Linked DNA regions of Callithrix jacchus: region 2 is linked to region 1. A link is a contact called in public Hi-C data. All regions are on one chromosome and are shown on one strand. Each heading gives the region's core, a stretch centred on a gene start, on an enhancer-like site or on the middle of the called end of the contact. The rest is flanking DNA. Distances are from core to core; before and after follow the strand shown.

The links. Hi-C and Micro-C count contacts between places; a contact is called where the count stands out from the background.
Region 2: a Hi-C map of skeletal muscle shows a contact between it and region 1, with 3 times the contacts expected there. The contact joins the enhancer-like site here to the promoter of GYPC in region 1. A contact is called at or near these places in 2 of 3 Hi-C or Micro-C datasets (both in skeletal muscle).

Annotation. Positions count from the first base shown.
Region 1 is chr6:111,486,456-111,491,204 of calJac240_pri, reverse strand. It overlaps GYPC (glycophorin C (Gerbich blood group)), which reads right to left and starts at 1,984. Exons shown (of 3, transcript XM_008999045.5): 1 at 1,803-1,984. The coding sequence starts at 1,842.
Region 2 is chr6:111,521,771-111,526,519 of calJac240_pri, reverse strand. GYPC (glycophorin C (Gerbich blood group)) reads right to left here. Exons shown (of 3, transcript XM_008999045.5): 2 at 4,717-4,749; 3 at 2,078-2,792. The coding sequence ends at 2,596. Among named protein-coding and RNA genes, the nearest start is that of GYPC, 35 kb to the right of the region's middle. Within about 2 kb of position 2,324, at least 3 of the 16 cell types and tissues checked have an H3K27ac peak or open chromatin away from gene starts, as enhancers often do. A contact at or near this core is called in skeletal muscle, where this site is marked.

The DNA of each region.
Region 1 (4,749 bases), core at 735-3,234:
CCTTCCATCCAAGGTCAAGGTAAACGAATTGCTGTGCATGACTCACGCATAGTAACTGTGGCTTTGGGACTTAGTCCACCTGAGCAGAGCAAGCCTGCCTGGAGGAAGTGGGTCCTCTCCACTCTAACCTCTGGATCTAATGAGCAGCTACATAAACTGAGACAGGATATAGACACATCCTGCCTGAGTTAGCAGCAAGAAATAGCTGCCTCCCCCCACCCCCCTGCAGTTCCCACACAGCAGGGATCCTGCCATAAATCAATCGGAAGTCTAATGTGTAATAGCACGCCAGCAAGGGCTGCACCGCTGTATGTCTCCCAAGGTAAGTGTTGAAGGTCAGAAACCTGAGTCCTGGAGAACTGCTTGTGGGGCTAGGCTTGGCTGGGCACGGGGCGGGGGTCTAGCAAACCCATCCTCTTCAGACATGGGGATGTCTTTCAGTCTCACCTCCTCAGTGCCTAAATTGGAATAAGGACAGTGGCTTCTGTCCCTTTAACCCAGGCCCCGCCATATACACACACACAAATACATGCTCAAGTTAGACACATACGCAAACACACTAAAGCATGTGAACTCTGGAAACCACGTACAATTATATGAAGATGCCCGGCCTGGATCCAGCACTTAGGGTGTGTCCGTCTCTGTGTGGAGCCATTTATACACACTTCTTACTGCTAAGATGAGGACTCTCCTGGTATTATTCCTAATTTGCAGATGAGTAATCTGGAGCTAAGAGAGACTGCCTTGCTAAGAGGCAGTGCAGATGATCCCAGTGCACACTCAGGGGCCTTACTCCCAAGCACCTTTGATGTTCCTCACTCCCAGGCTGGCCCAAGCAGAACCATGGGCACACGCAGTGCTGCGTACACAAGTAGACTGAAGCCACGTTTATCCATGCCAAGCTCCGGCAGGGTGAGGGATGAGGCCTCACAGCCCTCTGGATTTCAAAGACTTCTAAGAGAGTTGGTGTCTCCAATACCCATATCGTTATCATGTTAGTAAGGTAACGTTATCACATGATAGGCTCAGGATAGCTCCTCTCTGACAGACTCTCAGGATCGGACGCCAGGATGAGGGATAACAGGGGCATGCATTCGGCTTTTTGGTTAAATAAAATGGTAGTTTTTATTGCAAAAGCCCAGTGGCAGAGGAAAAGGGCAGAGAGAGGCCCAGCAATGTTTCCAAGCACCTATAAAAACTTTCATCGCATTGGATTTCCCGTCAGCAAGAAAACGTGACGGTTTAAAAGAGAAAGAAAACAAGCAGCGAGGAATTACAAATCCCCAAAGGATTCAGGCCCGCGACTCTCCCGCGTTTGTGTGCCCCTGCGGCGCCCAGCGGAGCCAGCACGTCCCTGGGCAAGGCTGGAGTTGCCTGAAATTCACCCGGGCCCGCCCGCCAGCCTCAGGCTGGGCAGAAGCACAGACACAACTTGTGGACTCTTTCCTAACTGTTCTTTAGGGGGACGATTCTGGCCCTTGACACTTCACATGCCACGCACAAAGAAACACAAAGCCGGCGACGCGCCCTGGGCGAGCGGGCTGGAGGCCTCTCCAGCTCCGGGCGCGTGGACGCTGCGCGACGGTGTCCGGGACGCGGGACAGGGACAAGGCGCAGCCCAGGCGCCGGGAACAGGGGGCTGGAGTCGGGGATCTGAGCCCCGCGGGCGCCTCCTCCGCCGAGAGGCCGGGCACGGATCGGGACACCCGGGCGTACGTGGCAGCGGCTTGGCCCCCGGCTGCTTGCTGCGGGCCGCGGCCTCCCGCGGGCCCCCAGGACCCCTCCCCACGGCGGGTACTCACCGAGGTCGAGGGGCGGCGCCGTGCGGTTGGGGCTGCTCATGGCCCACGGTCCTGGGCGTCAGACCGGGCAGACGCAGCGGAGACCCGCCGGGCCGGGCCGAGGGAGGGTCGCGCTCCCGGGCTCCTGACCCTCAGCGACTAGAGGAAGCGGCCACTTGGGTCACACGCCTCCCGCGAGGGCTGAGGGGAGGGGCTCTGGCCCGGAGATAGGCAGACTTCATTTATTTTTTTTCTGCAGACTTGGCTGGTGGGGTTTCCACCCTTTTTTTTTTTTTTAAACACACACCCGCCCACTTCTGAACTCTTCTGTACTCCAACTTTCCTGCGCAAGAACCACGCTTTTCTAACCGTTTCTCTTTCCATCTGCCACTACCGGATACAGAGGTTGTGGTTGAGAAGTCCCCCTGGAGTGCAAGGAAAACTCCCTGATGTGAAATGATGGCCTGGCCCAACACTGTCGGGGATGGTGACCAAATAGGGCAGAACTGTGTTGAAATCTTGGCTGGCTGCGCCGCCGCTGGATAGCTGGGTGGCCTCTCTGAGCCTGCCGCGGGGCATTTGTCCCTGGGGAGAGTCCCTGTCTTGTTGGCCTTTGCGAGCCCTGTACCCATGGATGGCCTGTTTAGCAAAGATTATTCCAAAACAGGAAGAATTGCTGGGCAAGTGTCAGGTGATTTGTTCCCATTGCCTTTGTCTGAAGCTGCCAGAAGTAGTGGAGTTTGTGAATTTGTTCTACTTTTGACATGAAAACCTCCACATGGATTTCCATACATACCTTGGTTCGTTAAATGCAAGTCAACTGTCACCACCTACAAAAAATGTATCATAGCATTATCTGCCCATTTTGCCCAGGAATTTGAGGCCCTTGTTTTAAAACCCCGCCCAGGGGAACACCCTGTACTTCTCCTGTGTGACGTCTGAACCGTCCTGTGCTGCTTTTCATTGTTTACTTCATAGTTTCCCAAGCACTTCTGTGACTCCCTCCTCTCCTCTACCTTCTGCCATTAAGGCCTGTCCTGCACAATCTAGAGAGCCAGGCCAGCTGTCTGTACAATGTGTGAGCAGTGCCTTTGGGGCTGTGCTCTGTGTTGAATACGATGAGAGGCTGACCCCTAGAGATGTGCAGCGCAGAAGCTTTGCTCCCCTCTACGTGGGCTGCACAAGCTCCAGGCCTTCTTGCTGCAGTGGGAAAGCACTCACAATTCTCTTCTGTTAGGTCGTGAAGAACCCCCACTGCTTACAGATCTTTAGTCAAACTGCCATGTGCAGCACGGGCATGCTGATCTGAAGTAAACTACTCACAGAATGCCTTCGGCCTGGTGGGGAAGCCCTGAATCTTGATTTCCTCATGCATAAAATGGAGGCAAGATCACCTGCATGCCAGGGTTTTACAGAGGCAGTGATGGTAGAATCCCAGTGGGAACAGAAAAGGCATTTAATAAACTAACGAGCAACGATGACTTTAACAGTTTCATTTTTTTTTTTTGGTAATAGATACAATAATGTCTAGGTGGGACAATAGTCCTCCTCCCCTTCCTTCTAACTTTCCAATTGCATTTCACATAATTAAAGTTGTGAAATGTTATTTTCACAAATAATTAAAGTTATTTTCTCTTTAATTATGTGAAATGCAACTGGAGAATTGGACAGAGGCAGAAACTCCTTCCAGGTAACCAAAGAACAAGTCATTAGGTCCTTGCAGCATGCTTATAGAACCTACTGGCCTTAGACATGATTTAGAACCTACTAGCCTTAGACATAATCATAAGAGATTTCCTTAATTTCTTAGGGTAGGACAGACTGAAGGCATCAAAATGTTGTAGAAAATTCCTTACAGAAAGGAAGCCAAAAAATTAATAAACTAAACAGCGAAAGTGGAGAGCCCCACACACTACAAAAGTCAGATACAAGAATAAAGTAGCATTTGTTCCAGAACTAAAGCATTCTCAGCTCCAACTTTCACTGGAGGATGTGGCAGTTCCTTGCACTATTAAAGAGCAAGGGCTCTGGAAATCAATCTTCGTTAGTTACTGCGTACGAGCTGGGTAGTCTTTAGCAATTTACTTTCTTTCTCTAAGCCTCAATTTTCTTATCCTGGAAATTAGAGCAATCTACAAAGTTAGGCTGTTGTAAGTAAGATATTTGATAATAATTAGTGAGACAATTACAATGAGAGCACACTGGAGTTACTTAAAGATGTTGGCCCCCTTCTTCCTCTAACACATACTTTGTTTATAGTAAGGACCCCAGATCATTTGAAAAAGAAAGTAAATAGTGTTTCATAGTGTGTAACAAATTAGAAACATTTGATATATTTCAGAAAATTTAACTGTGGAAGTTCCTAATGTTAACTAAATGACTATTATATTAAGAAGAAAAAATAATTATATGAAAAATTTGATTATATGTTAACAGTCTGATATTAAGTCAAGAAATGCACTGTTAGTGTGTCTTCATGTGCTGGAAATTTTTTCATGAAGTTAAAAAAAACTCAGTTATATCTTGCAACAATAAACTAGTTCTTATCTCAACGAATTCCCATAAATACTCTTAAAGGGAGTATTGCCAAGAGTCCATTGTGAAGCTGAGAACCCAGAGGTTCAGAGCAGTGACAAGAACTTTCTCTGCAGTGCAGCCGGCATTGACAGTTCTAGCTGTCTCTTCATTGACTGCTGTGCCATCCAAGGTATGAGATGCTGTGATCCAGTCCTGAAGGTGAATTTTCTCTTTCTCTCCAGGGAAGAAACTGCCCATGGGAAACTGCCCTCCGAATCCTCAGTGCTGGTCCCTTATTGGGAGCAAAGTTGGAGGTCTCTTGCTGCTGTTGCTGTCTCCTGGGTGAGCCCCTACAGACTGAATGGGTAGATGTTACTTGGGCCCTTTAATGAAAGGTTTTGCCCCTCATCACAGTAACCCATGCTCTTTGTGAAAAAAAAAAAAAACAATT
Region 2 (4,749 bases), core at 1,075-3,574, 35 kb before region 1:
CCAGCCCTTCTCTGGCCCATCCCTTCTCTTCCTTTCCTCTCCTTATTCTTCCTTCTTAACAGTTTTTTGACTCTGGTATGTGCAAATGTGTGCATTATTTACCCCAACTAACAATGGTTGCAGGCATGCTGCGGAATGACGTAGAGCATTGCTGGAGAAAGGGTCAAAGATTTAAAAACCTGGTCCCTAATCTAAGAGAGCATTATTAAGTGCTTGCCAGTGTGTACTCTCCCTGTGTGTCTGTGTGTGTGTGTGTGTGCGCGCGCGCGCAAGTGCATGTGCACCAGGGCATCATCTCTAAGTTGCCCTGCTCTCTGATGTGGCTTTCTGGCCTCTGCAGTTAGCCTGTGACAGCTCCCTTCTTGTGGCACCTGAGCTAGGCCACCTGGGACAACCCTGCTCTGCAGCTTCCATGTCATCACCACTGCTGCTGAGCCTGATTCTGGCTGGTTCTGGGGACCCAGTGGGCTGGGAGCAAACTGTGTTTCAATAGTTTTCCAGGACATTGGGCAGGCAGCAGGGTGAGGATGAATGGAGGTGAGGAAGGGGAGGTGAGAGGCCAGGGAGCCAGGCTTAGTATAGACAGCTCCTGGGCCCAATGAGGGAGAAAGGGGTGAGTTACCATCATCCTTCCTCCACACAGGCACCCGCACTCTAGGGGCTCTGGAGAGCTCTGGGCTTATCATCTATCTCGAGCCTTTTCAACCCAATGCATGTCTACGTGTGGGTTCTGGTGCCTCCTCTGTGCCTAGTGGACAGTGATCTGTGCTTCTAAACCTGGAAGATATGGTGCTCAAAAACCTGAAATGGCATTGCCACAGGAAGGGCTATTAGAAGCCATTTAGCCAAGTGTTTTCAAAATGTGCTCCAAGGACCACTTGGTCCACGAGTTCTTAGCAGGTATCCTGTGAGCAAATGGGGCCTCTGGCTCAACACACTTGGAAAAGGCTGTGTGCACTGTTCCCCTCCCACCAGCGTCAGCGTCCACACTGGGCCAGTGAAGATGCTGAGGAGTCTGCACGGTTTTCACTTTGCATGATACATCATTTTCTAAACTGCCTTGTACATATTTATAGATGAAGGCCTGAAAGCTTGGGTCACCAGGGAAAGGTCTCGCTTTTGGACCAGGCTTCTTCCATCACTGCTTCTGTGAGCTCCCGACTCATCCTCTCCACCATGGCTCCAGGACTGTCAGCTCTTCTGGCTGCTGGACATCCCACTGAGCTTGCATGCCCATAATCCTCCCAGGGAGATCTATGGGACTTTCTGCCAACTCCCAGGTGGAGATGGTGCAGCCTTGAGAAGCCTGGGCCCCAGGAAGTACCTAGGTGATCCCAGCACCTGGTGTGCAGTCTTTAATCTCACAGCTGCTGGTCCCTGAAGTGACAGCTAAGCTGTTGGGAATCTTGGAATAAATCACCTGGAAAGTGATGGTTAACCAGTTCATCTTCTCTTACTGCACCACACAGTTGATGACACTGGAAGATAGGGAGCTCTGAGCACTTGATCCTCAACGCTGGCAGTCAGTGTTGAGGAAATCAGCATCATTTCCATGTGAGGGAGAACACCAAAGCCAGAAGGGTCAAAAGAGTTGTTCAAGGTTCTGGGAGCTGGAAAGGGGAGCTGGGATCCAAAATCAGGCAGTGGAGCTCTGCAGTCTCTGCTCCCAGCACTGGTTGCCATGGTCACTGTTATCGGAAGGATGGGTGGGATTCACTCACAGTTTTGGATCAGGTCCATTTGTTCTAACACTGCATCTTGGAAAATCAGTGCTTCAGCCAGTGCCCTGGCCACTGGGACAGGCTATTTCTAGAGGGACATATCACCCTTCGTTTTGTTTCATACAGCTGGTGCCTCTGCAGGAAGAGGAAAGCTGATCACTCATCCTTCCTCCCTTGGCAGGCTTGGGAGCTGCCTGTACTGGTTGTGCTCTCTGAGAACTGGCCCTTGCAGGAGCCAGAAATGACTGCCCTGGCCCCGTCAGAGAACATAATATCGGACAGGTGAAAAGCAAGCCCTGGGTGGCGTTTATCTTTCCCCAGACAACTATAGTAATACTGTTGGACTCTGAATGCTCGGTTACGTTTCAAATTTATTTCCAATTGTTCTGAGCTGGATCAATGGGAGACAAAGGTACCTTTTAGCTCTGGCATCTGCTGTTCCCCGCAAATGTCAAGGGCTGACATTTGATGCCATTATCCCCAGTCAGCATACAGATGACTTATTTCCTTGCTTCCCCAGCCCCTGGGTACCCAGCACCCCTTCATCCTCAACAAGGACTTTCCTGCTAGTGACATGATGTTGTCCTGCACTGCCCAGGGGCCCTGTGTGCCCAGACTTTCTCCCACCTCGGTGGAGCAAAGGGTGGCCTCTGAGGTGGCCACTGCCTCCATGGGTCCCTGGGCGAGGCCTGATGAAGCTTGAGTCCTCCTCCATTCCTTCCTGGGCAGGCACCTAGTGTTCCCAGGTGCGAATCTTGGGAAGGAGCAAATGCTCTCTCCGGCTGCCTGGTGGTATCAGTAGGGGTGCTGGACAGTGGGGTACATTTTTCCTGATGGAGCTGAAGGCATTTGGGGAAGTAAAGTTTGTTGCCCCTCAAATAAAGTACTCCTTTCTGCTGCTGTCACCAGCATCCTGGAGGGCAGGGTCTCCCTGCAGTGCTGCGTCCGCACTCTCAGCAAACTCTGTGCCCTTGGCCTCATTGGTGTGGTACGTGCCCTTGTGCCGGCACATGTAGTGCAGCATGACGATGAGGAGGCAGACTAGGACGATGGCCACAGCGGCAATCACACCTGCAGGTGGGAAGATGTGCAAAAGTCAGCCTGAGCAGGGGCCCTGGGACCCTGGGTCCTGATGGGGGTCAGGACCCACAGGGGTTGTGTGAGGACAGATACGCTGCCACAAGCAAAACACATGCTCCTTGATTTATGATGGGAACCAGTTCCTGTAAACCCATAATAAGTCAAAATTATTGTAAGTGAAAAATGCGATTAGTACACCAAACCTACTGAGCGGCAAAACTTGGCCTGGCTTAGAGTAGCTTAAGCAGCCTCAGAACACTTACATTAACCTGAAGTTGTGCAAAATCATCTGGCCCAGAGACTATTTTATAATAAAGTGTATCACACTATGTATTGCCAGCCTGGGAAAGGATCAAAACTCAAAATTCAAAGTACGGTTCCTACTGAATATGTTTGAACCACTGTACGTCGGAGACATCCGTACCAACCCCAGACAGGCCACTTCATTCCTTTCACGTGCGTCATCAGCCTGTTGTGCGCTTGCCCTGGATCTCCGCCTTGCTAAAATGATCCTCCTCTCTCCTCTCCTCTCCCTCCTTCTCTCCCTTCTCTTTTTCTTCCCCACAGTTGTGCTACTAAGCACTCTGCAGAGAGCCTAGGATCCTATCCCAGGACTGAAACTCTTTTGGAGGTTTTCCATTGTAAAACCAGGAAAGTCCCAGAAAACAGTGCAGCGCTTGTTGCTCTACATACAGTATATGGTGGGTGGGGGGATTAGGCTATTCACTGTGCTTGGGGCAGGTTGTACAGCTTGTGTTTTCCAAAGGCCTGATGGCCCCTCCTCACCACCCTGCTCCCATTCCTTCCTGGGGAGTGAGGACTGTGGTGAATCTGCAGGAGGATCAGGACTTGGCCACAGAAAGGACCAAAGTAGGAGAGGGTCATGAGAGGGTGCCAAGCTGGTATGTATTGGGGGTGGTTACCCTTCACTTCTGCTGGGACTCCAGAGTGGTGGGGAAGGACAGTGTGAGGCTGCCCAGGAGGGATCAGATCATTCAGGGCCTGGAGAATGAGGGGGCAGCAGTCTCATGGGGTGGGGTGTTTGAATTTGGGCATTTACTCTGAAGCTGCAGAACAAGCCTCTGTCTTTTCTTAGAATGAGGGTTTATCTGGAGGCCTTGGGGAGGGACTGCTGGAGAATATGGAAAGTCTAAAACTGCTCCCAAGTGCCATCATTACGGAACAATTTCCTAAACTTCCTACTGCCTTCAGGGGAACAATTGTGTCTGCATAATGTTAATAATACCATCTAAGAAGAAAAAGAGCTCAGCGGCGCAATGAGTTGGAAACGCCAGGTTACACAGAGTCCAACAGGTGTCTTTGATTGCTTGCTGCTGCTGCTTTCTCTTTCTTTTTAAATTGTAGATGTTTCCTGAGTTATTAATAAGCTGCTGAGAAGTATGGACCTCAAAGAAGGACACAGGACACACAGCACCTCCAAAACTTGGTTGTTCCTGAAACACAGTTCGCAGTCACAGCCATGACCCATGGGGAGCCACGTGCCCAGGGTTCAAAGCAAGGTAAAAGTAGGCTCACATTTCCTTGAGGAGAGAAGGTTTGGGGCACATGGACCCAGGGCAGAAAATAATGTGAGATGAGGGAGATGGCAGAGAAGTCCAAGAAGCCTGGTCTGTCTACCTTCATCCCACCTCCACCCTTAACCTCCCTCACCAAAGCTGCTGTCTCTCTAGCCCCTGAATTCCTATGAGGGGCCAATAAATATATGTACATATGTACATACATGCATATTCACCCAGGGCTAGACTTCTCCATTCCACATTCAAAACCACCACTGAAGGACAGAAAAAAATGGCCATAGCCACCCCTACCCAAGTCCTTAGGTCAGTTCTCTCTGGATGTTTTCATCAAGGCCCCTCACCCTGGCTGCTTGAAGGGCTCTGCAGTGACAGCTCACCTGCAATGATGGCAATGTCTGTTGCAGTGGAGG